Linked DNA regions of Mus musculus: region 1 is linked to region 2. Evidence: chromatin contacts called from public Hi-C data. All regions are on one chromosome and are shown on one strand. The core of a region is the stretch at or near the end of the contact, and the rest is flanking DNA. Distances in the headings are between cores, read along the strand shown. Region 1 overlaps Ssbp2 (single-stranded DNA binding protein 2). Region 2 overlaps Atg10 (autophagy related 10).

The links. Hi-C and Micro-C count contacts between places; a contact is called where the count stands out from the background.
Region 1: a contact with region 2 is called in a Hi-C map of bone marrow-derived macrophages, with 10 read pairs. The contact joins two enhancer-like sites. A contact is called at or near these places in 2 of 15 datasets of contacts at CTCF or cohesin (the NIH/3T3 cell line and large pre-B cells) and 11 of 484 Hi-C or Micro-C datasets (the AML12 cell line, the C2C12 cell line, CD8 T cells and 7 more).

What each region holds. Positions count from the first base shown.
Region 1 is chr13:91,677,875-91,684,123 of GRCm38.p6, forward strand. It overlaps Ssbp2 (single-stranded DNA binding protein 2), which reads left to right. Exons shown (of 17, transcript NM_024272.4): 10 at 2,716-2,764; 11 at 5,808-5,843. Among named protein-coding and RNA genes, the nearest start is that of Gm22778, 42 kb to the right of the region's middle. Within about 2 kb of position 3,842, at least 48 of the 459 cell types and tissues checked have an H3K27ac peak or open chromatin away from gene starts, as enhancers often do. A contact at or near this core is called in bone marrow-derived macrophages, where this site is marked.
Region 2 is chr13:90,980,512-90,986,062 of GRCm38.p6, forward strand. All of the region lies in intron 5 of Atg10 (autophagy related 10), which reads right to left. Among named protein-coding and RNA genes, the nearest start is that of Gm46434, 52 kb to the left of the region's middle. Within about 2 kb of position 1,445, at least 31 of the 459 cell types and tissues checked have an H3K27ac peak or open chromatin away from gene starts, as enhancers often do. A contact at or near this core is called in bone marrow-derived macrophages, where this site is marked.

The DNA of each region.
Region 1 (6,249 bases), core at 2,592-5,091, 700 kb after region 2:
TTTAATTAAATTAAAATTCTGACTTAAAGATTTATTTATTTTCTATATATGAATACACTGTTGCTGTCTTTACAAAAAGGGCATCAGATCCCATTATAGATGATTGTGAGCCACCATGTGGTTGCTGGGAATTGAACTCAGGACCTCTGGAAGAGCAGCTAGTGTTCTTAACTGCTGAGCCATTTTTCCAGCCCTATTCGACATATTTTAAATTAAATATTTTATATATCTTATTCATAAGTCTTGATGAACATGCTAAAGAATGTAAGTGGAGGTCAGAGGTGGGTTCTGGGGAATGGAGCTCCAGCCAGGAGGGAGGCTCGGCAGCAAGCACCTTTCTTTACCTGCTGAGCCATGTTGTGAGCCTGACTCATGCGGTCTTAATTGGTCGTATTCAAAGTTATGAGATCACTAACTATATATCATCATAGCACTAAACTTTTCTATGGTTTGAATATTTTCTAGAATGTTTTAAGACAAATATTTCCCAGTTTCTTCATTACATTTTATTTTGCATCAGACACACTATGTGACTACACCTCCCTACTCAGATGTTTTACTTGATAAACATCTGTGCATCCTGTTTTCCATCATTTTATGTCTATCTGGACACTGAATCCTGTATGTAAATCATCTTTCAGAAGTGTTCAATAATCAATTATAAACCTGTCACACCTTTGTCCTTATCATCAGTATCACCTCAGGAGAGATTCCACTTGGAGCATTTGGAATAGAGCCTAAGGAGGGATTTAAACCATTTTCCTCTATTTACACTCCTAGGGAATACCAAGCTCAAACTAAAGTAGTTGTAAGGATTCCAAGCAAACACTACTAATATAAGTAACTTGGACATTGTTTTTATTTAATATTTATTACTTTAGATTTAAGATGCCTAGATTTAAGGTACTTTTTTCTCATTTTTCAATTAGATATTTTCTTCATTTATATTTCAAATGCTATCCCGAAAGTCCCCTATACCCTTCCCCTGCACTGCTCCCCAACCCAACCACTCCTGCTTCCTGGCCCTGGCATTCCCCTGTACTGGGGCATATGATCTTAGCAAGACCGAGGGTCTCTCCTTCCAATGATGGCCGACTAGGCCATCCTTTGCTACATATGGAATGTTTACATTTCAAATGTTATCCCCTTCCTGAGTTCCCCCTCCATAACCTCTCACCCCATTCCAACCCTTCCCTTTGCTCCTCCACCCACCCATCCACTCCCACGTCACCATTCTAGCATTCCCCTTCTCTAGGCCATCAAACCTCCACAGGACCTAGGGCCTCCCCTCCCACTGATGCTAGATGAGGCAGTGCTCTGCTACATATGTAGCAGGAACCATGGACTAGCCCTTGTGTATTCTTTGTTTGGTGGCTTAGTTCCCCGGGAGTTCTGAGGGGTCAAGTTAATTGCTATTGTTGTTCTTCCTATGGAGCTGCAATCCCCTTCAGCTCCTTCAGTCCTTCCCCTAACTCCTCCATTTGGATGCCCAGGTTCAGTCCAATGGTTGCCTGTAAGTATCTGCATCTGTCTAAGTCAGGTGCTGGCAGAACCCCTCAGTGGAGGCTGAAGGAAAGTCCAAACAAAGGATGTTTTAAAAATGGAATATTACACTGCCTTAGTGATTAGTGACTCTAAAGAGAATTTTCAGTAACCTAATAAAATAAGGGAAGTTGAAAATAGTCTACTTTTCATAAGACAATATTTATTCAAATGTACTTAACACCACAGCCCAGGTATATGAATTTGATTTAATTGGGCATTAATTTTGTTTATATAGTATAAAATATAAAACATTCTCTTGAATTCTAAAATAAAGCAATATATTGGCATAGAATATCTCCTTTCATTTTAAGACTTCCTCTCTCTACTATCTTCAACTAAAATTATGAATTTTAAATCAATAACATTGATAAAGCTGTAATCTAAGTTTATATAGTATATATCGTATAATATATATTATAATAACAAATTTATAGAGCTATAATATAGAGCATGCCCATTTGAATCCTCCATCCTTCTCTGGCAGATGATGGTACCCATGGCTTAGTAACTCAGTGGAGCCACATATGAGAGTGGTATTGGCAGTGAGACTAATGCCAGACTCAGTGCTTCCCAGGACTAAGTCACCATGAGCACTAGAGGATACAATACCATATAAGACTATTTCATAGAAGGACACAAGTTTGCATATTGCTTATTTGTATTTAAGAGTGCCATTTATGTAGATATTTTACAAATAGTTTCATTTGAATAATACACATGTGGCCCATACTGATTGAGTTATTTTTAACTGTATTTGATCCCTTTTGCTCTAAAACTGCTAAAAATTATTTAGGAGCATATATAGTCTAGTATAGGTGGCTTCCAATTTTGTTTATAAAAATAAACAATATTAAACTAACTTTACATGAAACTGTTTTCTGGGGTAATTTTTTTTTTGCATTCAAGGAAAACCCACAAAGATGACTAGAGTGATACCTGAGCTTGACTCTCATGGTGCAACTATGTTACAAACTTGACTCTCATGGTGCAACTATGTTACAAACTTGACTCTCATGGTGCAACTATGTTACAAACTTGACTCTCATGGTGCATGGCAACTATGTTACAAACTTGACTCTCATGGTGCATGGCAACTATGTCACAAACAGGACTGTCTGCTGTGGAGCCACTGAGGCTCAGGTTGAATTAATCTGTCATATCGTTTTGTAGGGGTCCAGGTGGTGGTAGACCTTGGCCAAACCCAACAAATGCGAATTCAGTGAGTATACATATTTTGCACTTTGTAACGTTTAGCAGTGAAAAGCCTGCTGCTCTGGAGAGCTCCATAGCCTGCTGGGCTATGCATTTAAAGTAGTTGCTCCAAAAGCAGTGTTGTTTATATTCTTTTAGAAAAAAGTGAGTCTTATTTTTGAAATTATGTATTTTTAAATTTCATTACGCAAATGTGTGTTTTATGTCGCCTTCTCAAAATTTCAGTCGGATTTTCAAAAGTAAAGGTAGAAATAGTAAGCATACTACAGTAGTTTGTGCCTCCTCCTGGGCCCACACAACCCAAGTCAAGTCAAAATAAGGGAAGTACCGTTAACTGGAAAGTATGAAAGGGGTTAGTAGAACAAGGATTTGTCGTGACATCACATCTTTTGCACAGCATTATATTAATCAGTTTACTGATTTGACAGGGGAAGGAGGAGGAAACCCCTTTAAGGAAAATAAGTGATTAACCATAAAGAAAATACAGTACAAGTTTTTTTTAATTAAAAAAAAAAACCCACTAAAACCTGGTTCCTGCTTTCTACTGGCATAATGCATGATGCCGTCCCCACCATCAGTACTTACAGGGTCATTGATTCCGTTCCTTCTTGAGAAACTAGAATGACACCAGTCATCTTAAAAGGAGAAGTTACTGCTTTAGCCTTTACTCAAACCACTACAATCGTGAGTACTATGGTGCAGAATTCCTTTCTAGCTTAGTCATGCAACATATTTGACCCTTAATTTCCTTTCAGCTTTTTGTAGTTAAATGATTCTGACCCTCTAGCTCTGTGATCTTACTTATTATCTGGGTCTTACTTTAACATGTTTTAAAATATTTATTTTATATATATTTATATAATACTCATATAATAAAATAAATATATACATAGCATCATGTGCGCTCATGCGCATGCTTGCCTAAGTGTATGTAAGAGCACCACATGTGGATAGGAGCCCATGGAATTCAAAAGCACTCATAGGACCCTCTGGAACTGGAGTTATGACACCATTTGCCATTGAATGTGAAACAACTCTCAGTTCTCCAATCCTGCTTATTGAGGTCGACAGGTCCCTTTGCCAGGTCTTGGCTGAGATTCTGCACTGGTCTACTTGATTCATTTTGCCTAGTTCCCATAGAGTCACAGTACTGAAGCATGCATCCAAACACTATAAAACCTCTTATTTCCTATAGCATGCAGTCATTCCTGGTCCAATCATGTGGTCTTATCATTAACTACACAGCCTGTAAGTCTTACAGTGTAACAGCCATAAAAAATTTTTTTAAAAAAATCCATAGCATTCCCCGATTATACTGTGCACTCTCTCATTCCCTTTCCTTCCTTTGGCTTGCCTCATCTTTCCTCATCTACACCTTCTTCCTGTGTACCCAGATTTCCAGCTCAGATTTACCACTACACTCCCATGGTATTTCTGTCTTTTGATGTAATGTATGTTTTTATACTATACTATTAGATACTTCTAACAACTCACAAAAGTACAGGCTCAGTTATGTGCCAGGGATAGGAGCCCAAATGCTGATTTAGAGTCAGAAAACCGAAGAACCATTTGGTAATGTGAAATCTGACAAATGAAAATAGTTATACCAAAGAAGTAGATAAATACAGCCCAAGAATTCTTCTTCCTCCTAAAAGTGACAAGGTTTCAGGCAAAGGAATTGTTCAAATCTTAGTACAAAGGTTCTGAACTCTCAAAAAGGGAAGAGAAATAGTGAAAAAAGTTCAGGAATTTAATATATTGGGAGTAACAAAGAACTAAACGATGGTTAGATTGTGTCTTGCAACTTTAACCTTGTAAGAAAGGTGTTAAACAAATCAGAGAAGGAAAACAGTGGCCATTGCTGAAGACAAGGGAGAAGACATTCCTCCTAGGAGCTGACAGGGTATTAGCCCTGCACAGGGGCAAATGTTTGCATTTAAACACAATAGAATTAAAGAGTTTGGGTAGATCGTGAACTGAAAGAGGCACAGGAAACCAAAGTAAAGTATTTAGCAAATTAAGTTCAAGGTCAATGCTGTGAGAGACCTTGGTACTCAGGGGAAGTAAGCCCCTTCCCAACTACTGACTGGGCCTACAGTAGCACTGCGGTGTGTTGGGCTCAACCCCACAGTCAAGTAGAGGCTCTGGTGACATGTGGTTTGTGCTTGCAGAAAGCAAGGACACCAAAAGGAGAAAGCCTTTTCAAATAGCCTAATGTTAAATAGTTCCAAAAAATCATCAAATACTTTAAAGGGCATTATGGCTTACATACTTCCTTATTTATGACTTCACACTAGTGTGGTGTTATGACAAGTTAGGGACTCTTCAGAGTCCACGCTTCCCTTCACCACTCAGATCTTACTCTGGCCTTGACTAGCTCATTCCAGGGAGACACATCATTGTATGGACTGCATCATGCCAGTGAGCTAGTGGGCTTGTTGAAAAGGAAATGTCTAAGTATACCTATGCCACCTACACTTAGGGGGTTATTTTAGGGTACATTTTTAATTCTTCACTTGTGTCATCAGAGTGTTGGGGATTAAAACCATCTCATCTAGAAAACAGCCTCTTGTTTGGACTTGATCCTCATAAATTCTCAGTCTTTGGACATCAAATTCCTTTTATTGCGTCAATATTAACTAAGTGAAGAATGTAAGAATTCACATGTACTGTGTGAAAGTAGCAGTAAGTTTCATCTGCACAGGATACTAATCTGAGATTCCCGGGCTTTAGCTGTATGAGTATATATAATCTTTCTATTTATAGAATATCTCATTAGTATCACCCAGTGGAAACAACTGACCCAAGCCAATATAATTTGAAGCTATCGTTTTGAATTCCTCTTGTGAAATCTACATTTTCTTGTGAATTCAATATAATATTATAGTTGCCTGGATTTTTTTTTGGCACTTACACATATACAAGTTCCTTTGTGTTTTATTATACCTTTGATTCATTTTTAATGTGATAAAGAGAAGTCAATTCATTTAATTCAATCTCATGTGGTCACATGAATCAAAATATTTGTCTCTGTCGTGCTCATGTTCCAGATACCCTACTCCTCAGCGTCTCCTGGGAATTACGTAGTAAGTACATTTGGGTTTGTTTGCTCAGAAGAATTGATGTCACATTTTATTTGAGCAGTGAAATTGGTGCCCAGATGTTAAGAAGAGCCCTGTGTATTGACCAAGAAGTGAACATCTTGAGTTGTTGCATATGCCAACCACAATACATATGTTGATGTTCATTAGGGAAACAGTTACCAGTCTGGCTGGAATTGCCTTCAGTTCTCTGCTTTACTTTGGCATATGTTTCTAGAAGCTACTACAATACTCTATCCAATCATCAAGAGAGCCATTCCCAGTATTACAGTGATCCGCTTGATTGCGGTTCTCCACAAGCATAGTGCACACACTCCTCCCCAGCCCCACTCACCACACATGAAGGCTAAGAAAACATAAAAAGCTATCCCAGCAACAAAGTGGATTAGAC
Region 2 (5,551 bases), core at 195-2,694:
GGAGTTTCTAAGCTCAAGGACTAAATTCAGGGTCAGTAGTTTACAAAGGGGTGTTTAAAGGTTTGGATCTGGACAGAAGTACCCAGGAAGAGTGCACAGCCAAGTCTTGCAGTCACTCTAGGATGCACAGTCTGATATAGGATGAACTTAAGATCAGGGACTGAGGTCCATGGCTATCATAGACTTGACAATTTTGCTACATACTATCAACCTGATGTTCAGTAAAGTTGTAATTCCCCTGCCCCCCACCCAAGCAGTGCAATATGAAACTGACCCCTCCATGATGAGGGTTACAGCTCAGGATAGAACACTTACCCAGCATGACCAAGGGCCCCAGGTTCAATACTCTAGCACTGGAGGAAGGCAGCCTTCATTAAACATGGTGTTTCTTTCTCATATATCACATGTTTCAGACTTTTACCTTTTTGCCAGTATAGTAAGATAAAAATGGCATTTCAGTGCAGTTTTATTTTGTACAGTTTTATAAATTAGCTGAAGTATCTTTTCAAGTATTTAGGCTACTTATCTCTATGAACTGTGTATGCTCATAACCTCTAAAAGGGAAGTCTCTCAACACAGGAGATAAATAATGGAAGATCCTACGTCAGAGAGAGATGCTGTCACAATAAAGACTCACATCCTAATAGTGTTTACAATTCAGAGAAAAAGAACAGGTTGTCAGTATCGGAAAGTGGTAGGTCCTCTTTTCCTTTTGCAACAGAAGCAATGACAGATAATGTCAGTTCCAGAATTGGTGTCACAAAGAGATGAACTGTCTCTCTTCATATGATATCTGTTCTTACTCTGAGATATGACTGAGGAGAGATGGGCCTGAGTCATGAAACAAGAAGACGCCAACTATCTCCCACAGAGTCAGCAAAGTGAATTCAATAGGGGAGTGAATAGTAAGAGTCAGGAGCTTGGTGTACCTTTGGGCTTTGTGGTCATCACACTGACGAAAGCCTCAATGCTGTGGTTTTGTCCCTGGGGTGAGAACAGACAGTATCTGAGTACTGGAGTACTTGGTTAACACAATCGGGGGTGGATTACCCAGGGCTGCAAGGAGCTGGTGAGTTTTAAATGGTAAAGGAGTCATGATCTTGACTTCTCAGTTTGAGATGAGGAGGAAAGTGAAGGCTACAGGAGAAACAGATCCCCTCGAGAAAGAGAGAACTGGGGTTCAATGGAAGCCAATGGCTGGACAAATATTCAATAAAGGAGAATGCAGAAGGGAACCCAGAGACACCACCTCCTCTTGCCATGCTATGGAGAACAAGGTCTACAGAGCACAGTGGAAATTATAGCTTGGAGGAGAGAAGTGGGAAATGGGGTTAAGGGAAAGAGAAGACAGAAAAACAATGTGTAAGAATACAGGAACATAAGGCTGGACAAGGGAAGTTACTAATATCATGAAGAGGAAAAGATCCAGAGCCTGCAAAGCATATGTAAGAAATAATAAAAACCACAATACAGGATAGGGCAGAGATAAAGCTGCTTCATTGTATGACTGCATAGTGATTCACAGAAAAGCGAATTCTTAGCAGATAATATTGCAAGTAGTTTGTTCTGGACATAAGATTTTCAATTCCATTGCACACTATGGATGGAAGTTGGTTCAGTGTTTTACAAGTGGGAGCTATTGTGCTGAAATTAAAACCCAGAAGTTTTCTTTATGATGATAAGCCTCCTTATCACTACAGGAGAAACTTTAAGTTCTAATTAAACTTCTAAATTAACCTAAATGAAGCCCAGCTTCATTTAATAGAATCCTAGAATTTCAAATTACATAGCACTTAGATATCACCAAGTTTGACTTACCCTATCCAAAGCAAAGAAAGAAAGAAAGAAAGAAAGAGAGAGAGAGAGAGAGAGAGAGAGAGAGAGAGAGAGAAAGGAAGACAGACAGACAGACAGACAGACAGACAAAGGATTGATTAATCCTTCTTGAATCCAAACATTCTGGCTTCTACAGACTCTCCTCAGCATACATATTTTCCCCTTGTCCTGATTAAAGGGAGACTGCCTAGGCATGTAGAAGCTAAGTGGAGGCTGTGTAGATGCTGTTATATCCCCCACTCCAGTCTCCTTCCCAAGCTCAAAGGAGTTTCATATCTAGCCAGGTTTCCTCTTAGAAAGATAGAAACAGATTCTATATCTGCTGACAGACACCACAGTTAGAAAATGATGATTTGTAGGTTAAAGAGTCAGAAGAAGAAGGAAGCCTAGAGACAGGGGCTTGACATCTGGGTGACTGCTGGTTCTGTAGGGTGCATCAGGGTAGCAAGGCCCTGGAAGCACAAAGGGTTTTGGGGTATGATCTGGAAGACTTATCCTCTAGATGTTAGGGTACAGGAAACAAAGCAATTCTTACAGTAAACAAAACCAAGCTTCAAAACACAGGTTGGAACTTTGTGAGTAGAATCCCTAGGGCCCTTAAATGAGCTGCATACCCAAAGGAGAAAAAAAAAATCTTCTCTGGATAGAAATAACATTTTTAAAAAAGATTTCTATTATCCATGCGAAATGTTATATTCTTGATATCTGATACTAAATAAAAAGTAACTATAAAAAAAGACAAGATGAATAACACAGATAATACAAATATTATTGTCAGACATGGAGATACCAGCCATTTAGTTCAATTTCTAGCAATATGCTCAAGAAAGCTTGAGAGTTTTGGTAGAGTAATTGGATTTTTTTGGGTAATGTTAATATAAGTTGTGCATGGTGGTACACTCTTTTTTTAAAAAGATTTATTTATTTATCTTATGTGTGTGAGATTGTTTTTTCCTTTTTTGAGACAGAGTCTGAATCTGTAGACCAAGCTGGCCTAGAACTTGCGGTGTATTTTAATGGCCTGGAACTCAAAGTGATTTTCCTGGCTTAGCCTCCAAAGTCATGGGATTACATGTGTGACACATCATACCTGGCTAAAATATTTTTAATTAACTAGTGAGTGGTGGTGAATACCTGTCGTCCCAGTATTCAGCAGGACAAAGTAGGTAGATAGTGAGTGCGCATCCAGCCTGGGCTAATACAAGAACTATCAACAATCAATCAATGATCAGGGAAGGACTCTCTCTGTCCCTGCCAAACTACTGGCTAATGATGGGCTGGGGTGTGTATAATCCCCCCATCCAGTCTCCTTCCCAAGCTCAACAGACAGGCACACACACACACACACACACACACACACACACACACACACACAGCAGTTGGCAGTTGCGGTAAGGTTAGGAAATTGATTTTTGGAGGGTAATACAGGTAACATGAAGACAACATGAAGGGAGAGATGGAAAAGTGGAAGGGGTATAAGGGGGAGGGGTTGATCAAGACAAGAGATATAGGAAGGGGAGATAAATAACACTGAGGGATGCATGGTAAAGTTGTAAGGTATCATAGAGTTTTATATTTACCTAAAATACATGTAAGTATATCTGTATATGCATGTATACAGTTTAAATGATGAAATACCATGTGGCTTCCCCCCAGGTCCAGGGATGACAAAAATCCCTTCAAGTTGTTGGTCAGGAGAGTCCAAGAGACACTAAACTAATTCAGCAGTTTGCACTCATCATTCATTTGCATATATATGCAATAATAATACAGAAGAATAGACCACAAATAATAGAAACAGAAATGAGGGAGGGAAGGAGGGAAGAACATTTACAGACAGACGGCATGTGGCAAAAAGGTGGAGGCATCTTGAAGTGGAGTCACGGAGAGTGACATAGCAGAAACCATATGAAGAGAAAATGACCAAGAGTTTTAAAAGAAAAGGGGAAATAAACCACTGATTTAAAGGAAACCACATGTCTCAAAGAGGAAACAGACAGAATAAAAGTAGGTATATATACATCATCTATTATACTCCATTTAGGGTACTACCATGAAAATTCCACAGACTGGGAAGGCTAATAAACAATAGAAGTTTGTTTCTCACAGTTTAGAAGAACAAGAAGTCTTGGAACAGCTCCAGAGAATGTTGTGTCTGGTGAAGGTTGGCTTTTCTGGCTTAGAGACGACAGCTTCTCACTATGTCCTCACTTGAGACAAGAGGCAGGGGCTTCTGGGCTCTTCTCAGTAGCAATCTCAGCGTAAGCACCTTTCTTCACGACTACGTCACCAAGGAACCAAATAAACTGTTCTGCTTTTAAGTCCCAGCACACTGGGGAATTCATGGTCCAATACATGAATCTGAGAGGACACTCATTCATTCTATGGTATCATGGAAGTGGAAACCCACCAGAGTTGAAAGCAGCCACCATCACTCCAGGCCCCAGGGGGAAGATGACCTTCAAAGAAGCCCTCATTATATTGAGAGCTGGATAGTATCATTTCTATCAAAGAAATCATTTTTTTTATTAAATCTCTTCCCATGAAGAAAACTCCAAACCAGATGGCTCCACTGATTAATTCCCCCAAACAGTTAAAGAAGGAATAACACAAGGAAAACACAAAACTCCTCCAGAAAGGGAAAAGAAGCTCCCTTCCCGAGTTATCTTATGAAGGTAACATATGCTTGATATCGAAGTGACGAAGCTATTATAAGAAAGGGAGATTACAGGCCAATTTCTTTATGAATATGGAAGAAAATGTCCCAAGTACAATATTAGCAAATGGAGTCCAGCAATATTGCCTTGCCTGCATTCCGCTGGAAAGCTTGCATTTCTTAGCTATACTATATGATAACGAAGTTTGGATTTTCTCCCCTGAGGGGAAAAAAGTGATATACTGCATGAAACATCAATACAATTTACCTCATTAAAGAAATAAAAACAAGAAAAATAATTTGATTGTCATAAAATGACTATAAGACATATGATTAAGAAACAAGTTAAAAACACCAAGTATATTCAGGAAAAGGGGAAACTTTCTTTCATAACTGATATGGTGGGCAGGAAGTACACAGTGGAAAAAAGGCAGCCTGTCCGACAGATGGTTCCAGACTACCTGGGTATCTACATGGGAGGGATGAAACTGGATCCCTCTCACCTTGCATAAAAATCAACTCCAAATGAATCAGAGACAAGAATGTGAGACGTGAAATTCTGAAACTGTTGAGGAAAAAGTAGGGGAAAAGCACAGGCTAACACTTCCTGAATATCACTCCAGCTGCCTCAGATTGAATGCCAAGGATCTACAAATGGGACTGCATGAAACCAAAATGCTTCCACACAGCAAAAAGGAGACTGTTACGTGAGTGAAGAAACAGCCTATAGAATGGGCAAAATCTTTGCTAGCTACACATATGATAATATTAATACCTAATATACACAAGCTCAAAAATGTGAGAAATCAAACAGCCCAATCAATAAATGAGCCCATGAAATGGACAGCTTTCAAAAGATGAAATGAAAATGGTCAATCAACATATTGGGAAAAAAAAAGTTCAACCTCTGTGCTGGCTACTTAATTGTCAACTTGACACAAGCTAGAGTCACGTTGGAAGAGGGAATCTCGATTAAAAACTGACCCCACCAGGCCTATGGACAAGGCTGTGGTGCATTTTCTTGATGACTGATTCATCAGGGAGGCCTCAGCCCATTGG